Regions from separate parts of the Mus musculus genome. Here all the other regions are linked to region 3. The links are chromatin contacts, called in public HiChIP or PLAC-seq maps. All regions are on one chromosome and are shown on one strand. Each heading gives the region's core, a stretch centred on a gene start, on an enhancer-like site or on the middle of the called end of the contact. The rest is flanking DNA. Distances are from core to core; before and after follow the strand shown. Region 1 overlaps Gm12602 (predicted gene 12602). Region 2 overlaps Gm34568 (predicted gene, 34568). Region 3 overlaps Gm12610 (predicted gene 12610).

What was found. HiChIP or PLAC-seq counts read pairs in DNA pulled down with a chosen protein or histone mark.
Region 1: a CTCF HiChIP or PLAC-seq map of the NIH/3T3 cell line shows a contact between it and region 3, with 5 read pairs. The contact joins two enhancer-like sites.
Region 2: a CTCF HiChIP or PLAC-seq map of the NIH/3T3 cell line shows a contact between it and region 3, with 7 read pairs. The contact joins two enhancer-like sites.

The regions. Positions count from the first base shown.
Region 1 is chr4:89,104,278-89,106,977 of GRCm38.p6, reverse strand. Gm12602 (predicted gene 12602) reads left to right here. Exons shown (of 4, transcript NR_151607.1): 3 at 1,575-1,627. Among named protein-coding and RNA genes, the nearest start is that of Gm12602, 23 kb to the left of the region's middle. Within about 2 kb of position 1,292, at least 19 of the 459 cell types and tissues checked have an H3K27ac peak or open chromatin away from gene starts, as enhancers often do. A contact at or near this core is called in the NIH/3T3 cell line, where this site is marked.
Region 2 is chr4:89,000,398-89,003,097 of GRCm38.p6, reverse strand. The region is part of intron 1 of Gm34568 (predicted gene, 34568); the gene reads right to left. Among named protein-coding and RNA genes, the nearest start is that of Gm34568, 45 kb to the right of the region's middle. Within about 2 kb of position 1,422, at least 33 of the 459 cell types and tissues checked have an H3K27ac peak or open chromatin away from gene starts, as enhancers often do. A contact at or near this core is called in the NIH/3T3 cell line, where this site is marked.
Region 3 is chr4:89,439,716-89,442,415 of GRCm38.p6, reverse strand. All of the region lies in intron 5 of Gm12610 (predicted gene 12610), which reads right to left. It also overlaps the pseudogene Gm12608. Among named protein-coding and RNA genes, the nearest start is that of Cdkn2b, 130 kb to the right of the region's middle. Within about 2 kb of position 1,440, at least 38 of the 459 cell types and tissues checked have an H3K27ac peak or open chromatin away from gene starts, as enhancers often do. A contact at or near this core is called in the NIH/3T3 cell line, where this site is marked.

The DNA of each region.
Region 1 (2,700 bases), core at 43-2,542, 340 kb after region 3:
CTTTTAAATTGTATTTATTAATAATGTGTGATGATGATGATATGTGTATATGTGTGTGTGCACGTGTGTACACTGGTTAGTTCTGTCAACTTGAGACTAATCAGAGTCACGTGGGATGAGGGAGCCAGAACTAAAGAACTGCCTCCCTCAGACTGGTCTGTAAGTAGGCCTATGAGGCATTTTCTGCACTGATGACTGAAAAAGAAGGGCCCAGCTCATTGGAATTGGTGCCACGCCTAGGGCAGGCTGTCCTAGGTTGTATAAGAATGCTGAGCAAGCTGTGGACAACAAACAGGAAAAGATCATGCCCCTGAGGTTTCTGCTTCAAGAATGACTTCCTGTGCTAGTTTCCCTTAATGATGAACTTTAAACTCTAAGATTTAAAAAAACAAAACAAAACAAAACAAAACAAAACAAAACAAAAAACAAACCATACAAACAAACAAACAAACAAACAAAAACCCTCTTTTCTCGCTAACTTTCTTTTGGTCAGTGTTTTATTATAGCAATAAAAAAATGTAAGCGTGCAGACACATGTGCACCACAGTGTGTTCGTGGAGTTCAGAGGGCAGCTTTTGGGCGTTAGGTCTCTTTTTACAGCAGGAGATTTGGGTTGTCCGAGTACACTCAGGTTGTCAGGCTTACTTGGCAAGCATTCTTACCTGCTAAGCCATCTTTTCAGCCCCAGGAAGCTTTTAGGCAGCACTTAATCCAGATCTTTCCTGTGTTTCCTTTGACACCACAGCACCCTGGATTTCCTCTGTTAAACACACACTGACCTTGGAGGTTCTTTCTCTGATTAGCGCCTTGATTCCATAGTGTACGCATCATGGGAATGGGCACAGTGTCTTAGCCAGTTTTAGTTTGCTATTCAGCAAATCTATCATCTATCTATCTATCTATCTATCTATCTATCTATCTATCTATCTATCTATCTATCTATCATCTATCTATCTATTTATCTATCTATCTATCTATCATCTATCTGTACAAATTGTTCCCTCTGCTCTAAAATCTCATAAAGAAGTCAAGCTATTTCCTATTTTTGCAAGAGACTTGAAGTCATAGAATTGAGAATTAGAACCTTGGGTTTAACTTGAATCCTCAGTTTTCACTTAAATAAGTGCCCCTGATGTTGGTGGAAAAAGAGAACTTTCTGATATCTTATCCTGGTTATCTAAATTTATCTAAATGATACATAAAAACCTGGAGAAAGTTTTCCCAGGACCTGTGAATGAGAAGACCTTTGTACCGACTGGACAGTGAGTCAGCACCTTTCAGGCACTTTTCCCTGAGGCCTGTGAGCCAATTAAAGACCCAGCCACAATGGTTCCCAGCGTTTCTCATGGTGATTCAGACAAGCAGACTAGAGGGTTTGGGTTTACTCCTGTAAAAGTGGGATGACAGCAACATTTCATTCAGTGGGGATTTAAGGACAATGCAGAGCAGAAGTAGAAACTGCAATGGGAATAGTGAAGCTGGAACCTCTCCTCTGGAAGCTTGGAGTTAAATGCAAGTATCATCTGTGCAACAATTCCCCCAATTTACTAACGCACTCTGTTCTCTTTTCCCAGGAATGATCAGCACAAAGCAGTGTTAAGTACAGAAATACAAATTCGGAACACAGGTAAGTCTACTAGTACTGACAGATCTCTGCTTTTGAAGCAGCTGCTTAAAAACATTGCCACTGAGGAAGAATTTGCCACTAACATCAAAGCATGCTACAGTTCCATTTTCCAAATTATTTGAATTTTGTCAAATATTTGTATGGTTAAAAAAAAAATCTTAAAACAACTCAAAAGTTTGATCCCAAAATTTCCAGTTGTCTGGAAGAAATCAGAATCTAGTCAGTTATTGTGATTGTCAATCATCAACTAGGCTAGATTTTGAGCCACCTGGGAGACACACCTCCAGGTATGTTTGTGAAGGGGTTTCCAGAGAGGGTTACCTGGAGGGCAGACCCAACCTGGATGTGGGTGGCATCATCCTATGGGCTGGGGACCTAGACTGACTAAGAGAGAGGAGGAGAAACTAAGTTCAGTACCAGCATTCTCCTCTTCCTGTTTCTTGCTTCAGACACAGTGTGAGCAGCCACTTCATGGTCCTGATGCTAGGTCTTGAGCAACTCTTGCCAACACACTTTTGCTGTCATGTTTGATGCTTCCTAAGCTGGGAGCTAAGACAAACCCTTTCTTCGGTTTTTTTGTCAGGTATCTTGACCCAGGAAAGGAAAGTAGCAAATGTAGTTATCACACTACTCGCACATCTAGGTATTTCTGAAGCCTAAAATTGATAGGCGATTCCACTTGTCTTTCAGATACTTTTATTTATATTAATAGGTGCTTGTATATTACACGTTCTTGGATAGGCTAACATCTAGCCTCACTACCTTAGGGAGTAAATAAATTTTCAGAGTTGGAGACTGAAGAACTGAGTTCTTTGATACATAAGTGTGCTCTGTTGGATTGTTAAACTCAGGAGGTAAGGCTATGAGTAAAGGGGAGAGGAGCAGGTCACCTGAATGTTCAAATGTGCTTTTCTAAGATGAGCTCCCTGTCACTCAGTGCTAAGCACCTCAAAGTTGAACATGGTGGTTTGAATGAGAATGTCTCCCACAGTCTCGAATATTTGAATCCGTGATTCCCCCATTGGTGGCATTATTAGGAGGCTTTAAAGGTGTGGCCTTGGTGAAGAAGTATG
Region 2 (2,700 bases), core at 173-2,672, 440 kb after region 3:
TCTCTTAGAAATGAAGAGTGAAATGATAATTACCAGAGGCTGGTAAGTGTAGGGAGGGAGAAAGAACGGAAAGAGGCTAATTATCAGGTATTAACTTACAGTTAGGTAGAAAAAAAGTTCTAGTGGTGTGTTGCACAGGACAGTGACAATAGGTAATAACATATTCTCTTACTCTTTGTCTCACAGAAAAGAGTTTGAACATTTCCCCACCAGGAAGTAATAAGTGGGCCTAGGTTCTGTTTGTAAAGTGTTTGCCTTATAGGAACAAGGGCCTGAATTTGATTCCCAGAACTCATGGAAAACAGCTGGTGTCCTGCCACGTATTCATGATCCCAGTACCGGGAAAGCAAAGATAAGCCCAGCCCTGGGACTTGCCGGCCCCCTTGGTCAGCCCACTTGGTAAGCTCTAGACCTCAGAGACCCTGTCTCAAAAACAGAAATTGTCCATGAAAGATTGAAAAAAATTACAAAGTTTGTTGAGTTGGGAAGAGACTGATGAATTGGAGAAGAGTTTGGGGGGGGGGGCAGTGAATATGATTAAAACATATGGCATGGAACTCTTAAAAAAAAAACTAAGAAAAAATTTAAAACAAAAAACAGTAATGTGAATGGCTCCCAAGATTGAATACGCATCCCCCTCCCCCCCGTGTGTGTGTGTGTGTGTGTGTACAAGAAATGATAGGTGCTTCAAAAGACAGATATGTATGCCTGGTTTAGATTTCTATATAATATATTCATGATTTAAATATAATGCAGATGAGTACATGTTTTACTTTTTAATGGGCTATATAGATTTAACGGAAAGTGCAGAAACATTAGGCTCCTCCTCTTCCTCATTTAAGAGGTAGATAGTATCTATTTATAAAATGAGGGACTGTACCCAGGGTTCCTAAGGGCTCACTCTGCTCCAACATTCTTTGAGAAATTCTAAATCTCTATCCCTGCCCTCTCACTCAAATCATAAGCAATACTTAAAAGCATTTTTCCACAAGGATTTCTGCACATATTGTCTTGGAAATTTATTGTGAATCACTAAGTTACCCCCTTTTTGTTGGAAAATTAACAATGTTGCATTCTGTTGCTATAACCCAAACAATACTGAATTAAATTTGTCCTGGGCTTATGAAGGCATTTATTCAACAAAGTGATTTCTTTCCAAGCAAATGAGTTACTTATTTCCATTAAGAATAAAATAAAAAGAAAGCATGCTCTTCTCTATGTAACTAGTTCGGTAGACACTAACTGGTTGCATTGTCTGTAAAGCTGTGAATCAAGTAAAATTTCCTGTGAGTGTGCAGTTTCCTTTGTAGCTTACATAAATTTGTGGATTATTCCAAGATATGTACACTCATAGTTACTCACTTGAGAAAATAGAGTTGTGCGTACTTGCACATCATAGAAAAACACCCACACATACAAAGCCTGCCTTTTACCAGGACTTGAGATGAGAAAATAAAGCAGCCAGAATGGCTTCTTACCCCCTCCACCCTAACCACACCTTCCTGCCCTAAGCCTATTGCCCAAATCCAACTGTGCCCCAACACATGCCTCTTTGAAAATTGAAAAGATATTGAGAGGAAAGGTCAAGTGAAAAAAATAAAGCCGGAAAGAGAAACGTGTGAAAAAAGAGACCAAGACAGGAAATGTAGTTGGCTGGAGCTTTCTGAAGTAAACAGCATTTGGAAGCAGAGAGCAACTAATTCTTGACTTTCATGTTCTCCTGAAAAAGGTGATGGTCCAACAATTCAGTTGAATTAGGTAAATGGGGCTGTTTTAATGAGTTGAAATAAGATCATCTACCCAAGATACTTCTAGAAACTCAGTGAAATTCTTGGTTCTGATCATTTAGGTTAGAACTCTTGTAGTAGATAACCAATTAAACTCATCTTCTACTTGTGCATCTGGCGTGGTACTTGATCTCTACTACAGCAATTCTGTAGTGTTCTCTCTTTGCAGCATCACTCTTCCTATTTGTGCGTTCCTTTTTAGAATAAAAGTAGGCTGAGCCATCTCAGCGTTTGCATTTGCACTGAAGCCAAGCAGCCTGCCTAGCTCTTTGAAAGTGTAGGTATGGTTAAAGATAGAACCACTGAAAACCCAATAAAAGGAAGGCAAGGTGGTATCTATAGAAACGTCCTGCTGGGTTTCTATAGACAGGGCAGGAGGTACTAATCTGCTACCAGGGAACTGAGGAAGTGTGGTGGTGTTCCACAGCTCCAGAGAGCAAGCTAAGTGAGAATTTTGTAGGCCCCTAGCTGAGAGGTTGCCTCTTCAATAGAGAGTTCAGAACGTATTTGAGTCAGCCAACTTTTTTTTAATGTCTATGAAGTAGATATTTGAACCAATTTTTAGGCTTTAGTCACTCTAAAGCAAATTGCTGACAATAATCAAAAGTTCAAAATTATTGCTTGGTTGCAATTGCTGTTAGTCCTTTAAAACAAATATAGTTGCCTTTAAAAATGTTCATTCTTTAAAGTAAAGAAAAGCTTAAGTGAGGAAGAGCTTATAGCTTGCAAAAAAAAATGCACATCCCCCGGGGGGTCTTTATAAGTAGTAATCATGCTGCAATTGCTGCAAGAACAAATGAGGGCATCTATTCCATTAGCATGTACAAACAACTTGCCTCGTTAGATCTGACTTGAGACAAAAGTCTTGTTGTACACCAGCAGCCTTGTAAGTATTGCAAAAGTGACATTTAGC
Region 3 (2,700 bases), core at 191-2,690:
GATTTTTTGAACATGGTAGAAAAGGGAACAACCGTTGCTCCAACAAAGACTGTAAGAGATGCTTTACTGGATGGTGCTGGGCAGCCTCCTTTCTATCTACAGCTGAAGCTGTAATACAGAAATTCCTAAAGAAGAGAATGACCCTGGAATGGGTGCAATGGATGGAAAGGCAGTGGGTATGGTTGGTGGCATGTTCTAACTCCTAGAATAATGCTTTGTGCTTATCAATGAACTGTGACAGGAGCTCAAGGCAGGTGGGGGGATGGGGTGGGATGGGAGGTTCGAATCTCTAGGACATGCCAGAGACCTAGGATAGAGGAGGCTCCTGGGAGTCTATGGGGGTGACCCTAGATGAAACTCCTAGCAGTAGGGAATATGGGGCCTAAAGTGGCCACCCTCTGCAATGACTTGATGTGCCAGGCTGGGTTGGTACCCAGGGGGGCTCCCCCTTCTCAGAGGAGAAGGAGAGGGGAAGAGGAAGGGGCTTGTGAGGCAGATGCTGAGAGGAAAGAGATGTAAAGTGAATGAATGAATAATTAAATAAATGGAGAAAAATAATGAAAAGGAAAAACAACAATTCACTGTGTTGAGCATGGTGGTGCATTGCCTTTAAGCCTAGCATTCCTGAGGCAAAAACAGGTGGATCTCTGTGAGTTGGAAGTTAGCCTGGCCTACATAGTAAGTTCCAGGCTAGCCAGGGCTACTAAAATCCTATCTCAAAAAGAAGAAATAGAAGAACACATTGCGTTCATATTCATCCTTCCTAACCCTCTCCCCCTCCATCTCCTGGTGACTCGGAGGAAATGTTCTAGTCACCACTGCATCCTATTTCCAGAAAAACATCTGCTCAATAGCAGGCGTCCAATAAGGCGTCCAAGAAGCAGCCCACAGTCATCACACCTACGTGAAGCTCTTGAGGAAACTCTGATCGCCTTTAGTCTTATACTGCATTGAGGATTCTCATAGAATTATCTGGTTTTGTGATATTCTCAGATGGCTGTAAAATAGTAAGAACAGAACAATCTCCTGGACTAACTAGTCCAGTCTTAGGAAGAGACCAGAAGTTTAAGAGAATGTCATATCCGCACTAATGCCTGGATAGTCCTGTACACACTTTCTGTAATAAGGCATGACTGAAAGGGGAAAGGCACTCAGCAGGGAATGTGAGCAGGAATCTGAAATGCCTGGATCTCTGAAGCCCAGGGTTTTATTTTTTAAATTTCCAATGAATTTTGCGTTCCAAGGCATGAAGCCTCTTGGTTTGACTTCATTTACAAGAACTTTCGTTTCAGATTGTTGGAGAAATAAATGAAACCTCCAGGAAGATGTGCCCTGTTTAGCTTGGAAAATCACCAAGAATTCCAAGTGCATGTGGCATGATGATAACCATCTAGAAATGACTCTGGAGGGACCTTAAGGAGTGAAGCCTCTCCTGGCTCTCTCTCTCTCGCCCTTGCCCTTACCACAGAAAGACTCTGTAAAGTGAGAACAAAAGTAAACTCAGAGGGAGATGTGGGTAGGTTTTGAGGAAAAAAATAGCTAAAAGTTTTATTTTTCTGCATCAGTATCTCTTCACACCATTTTCCCTTTTAAATTACTGGGTTGTTTTTGGTTGTTGTTTTCCTGTCAGTATGCTAGATGTAAAACAAACAAAAAGCATTGTTAAGTCTCCCTCACTCTCAAGCTAAGAGACCAGAGAGTGACCATACAATCCAGTCTTCTAGGACCACTCTAGCCCTTCGATACTGTCACATAAACGTTTCAGAGTCCTTCTCATCTGGACAGTCTGTGGCCATTCTAAGGAATGTGTTCTCCACGTCCCTCCCCTTAAATGGACTAGCAGGAACCCACCCAACCAAGTCACAGGCAATTAATATAAACCTTCTAGCTTAGCTCCACACTGCCAGGGCAAAAGAATCCTTGTGACTCAGAAGAGTTAGTGTCCAATTCATCCATTAGGAAATCACAAGCTCTGATGCATCCGAATCACATCATGTGTTCACTCTGTTTCTACAGTCTGGAGCTGTAATCACCATTTGCTAGGCATTGAATCCAAATCAAATATACATATATTTATGATTTTCTTGGTGATTTCCCAAGGTAAATGGGGCACATCTTCCTGGAGGGTTCATTGTTTCTCCAACAATCTGGTGTGTGTGTGAGTGTGTGTGAGTGTGTGTGTGTGTGTGTGTGTGTGTGTGTGTGTACGCTGCTGCTGAATCGCTTTGCTTTGAGGACTTTAGTCATCATTGCCAAACTTCCTTGGAATTTAAATATTACAATCTTTTTTTTCTTTCCCACCATCTCAGTACTGCCGGAATATATTTAAGGCACACAAAGATTAGACGATTTAATACTTTTAAGATAATTGGTCTAAGACTAAAGAGGAATATGTCATGGGTGATTATAAGAGAATTTTGACCTAAGTATGAGGAAAATTTATTATAAATTATCAGAAATAGCTGTTAGTGGGGGGATGGAGGTGACAGTAATCAATGTCTAAAGTTATTTTTTCATATCTAATGCTACATTCATTTCAAAGCTTTTTTTAGGGAATGAAAGTATTCCCTTGGAGTGAGACAACAGTGATAATTCCATTCCTATCTATATTCAGAACATTTTGCATTCTTTCTTTCCAGAGTTTATTTACCCAGAAGTATAACAATAGTTGAGGTGCCTTTCATCCCATCCCAAGCCACA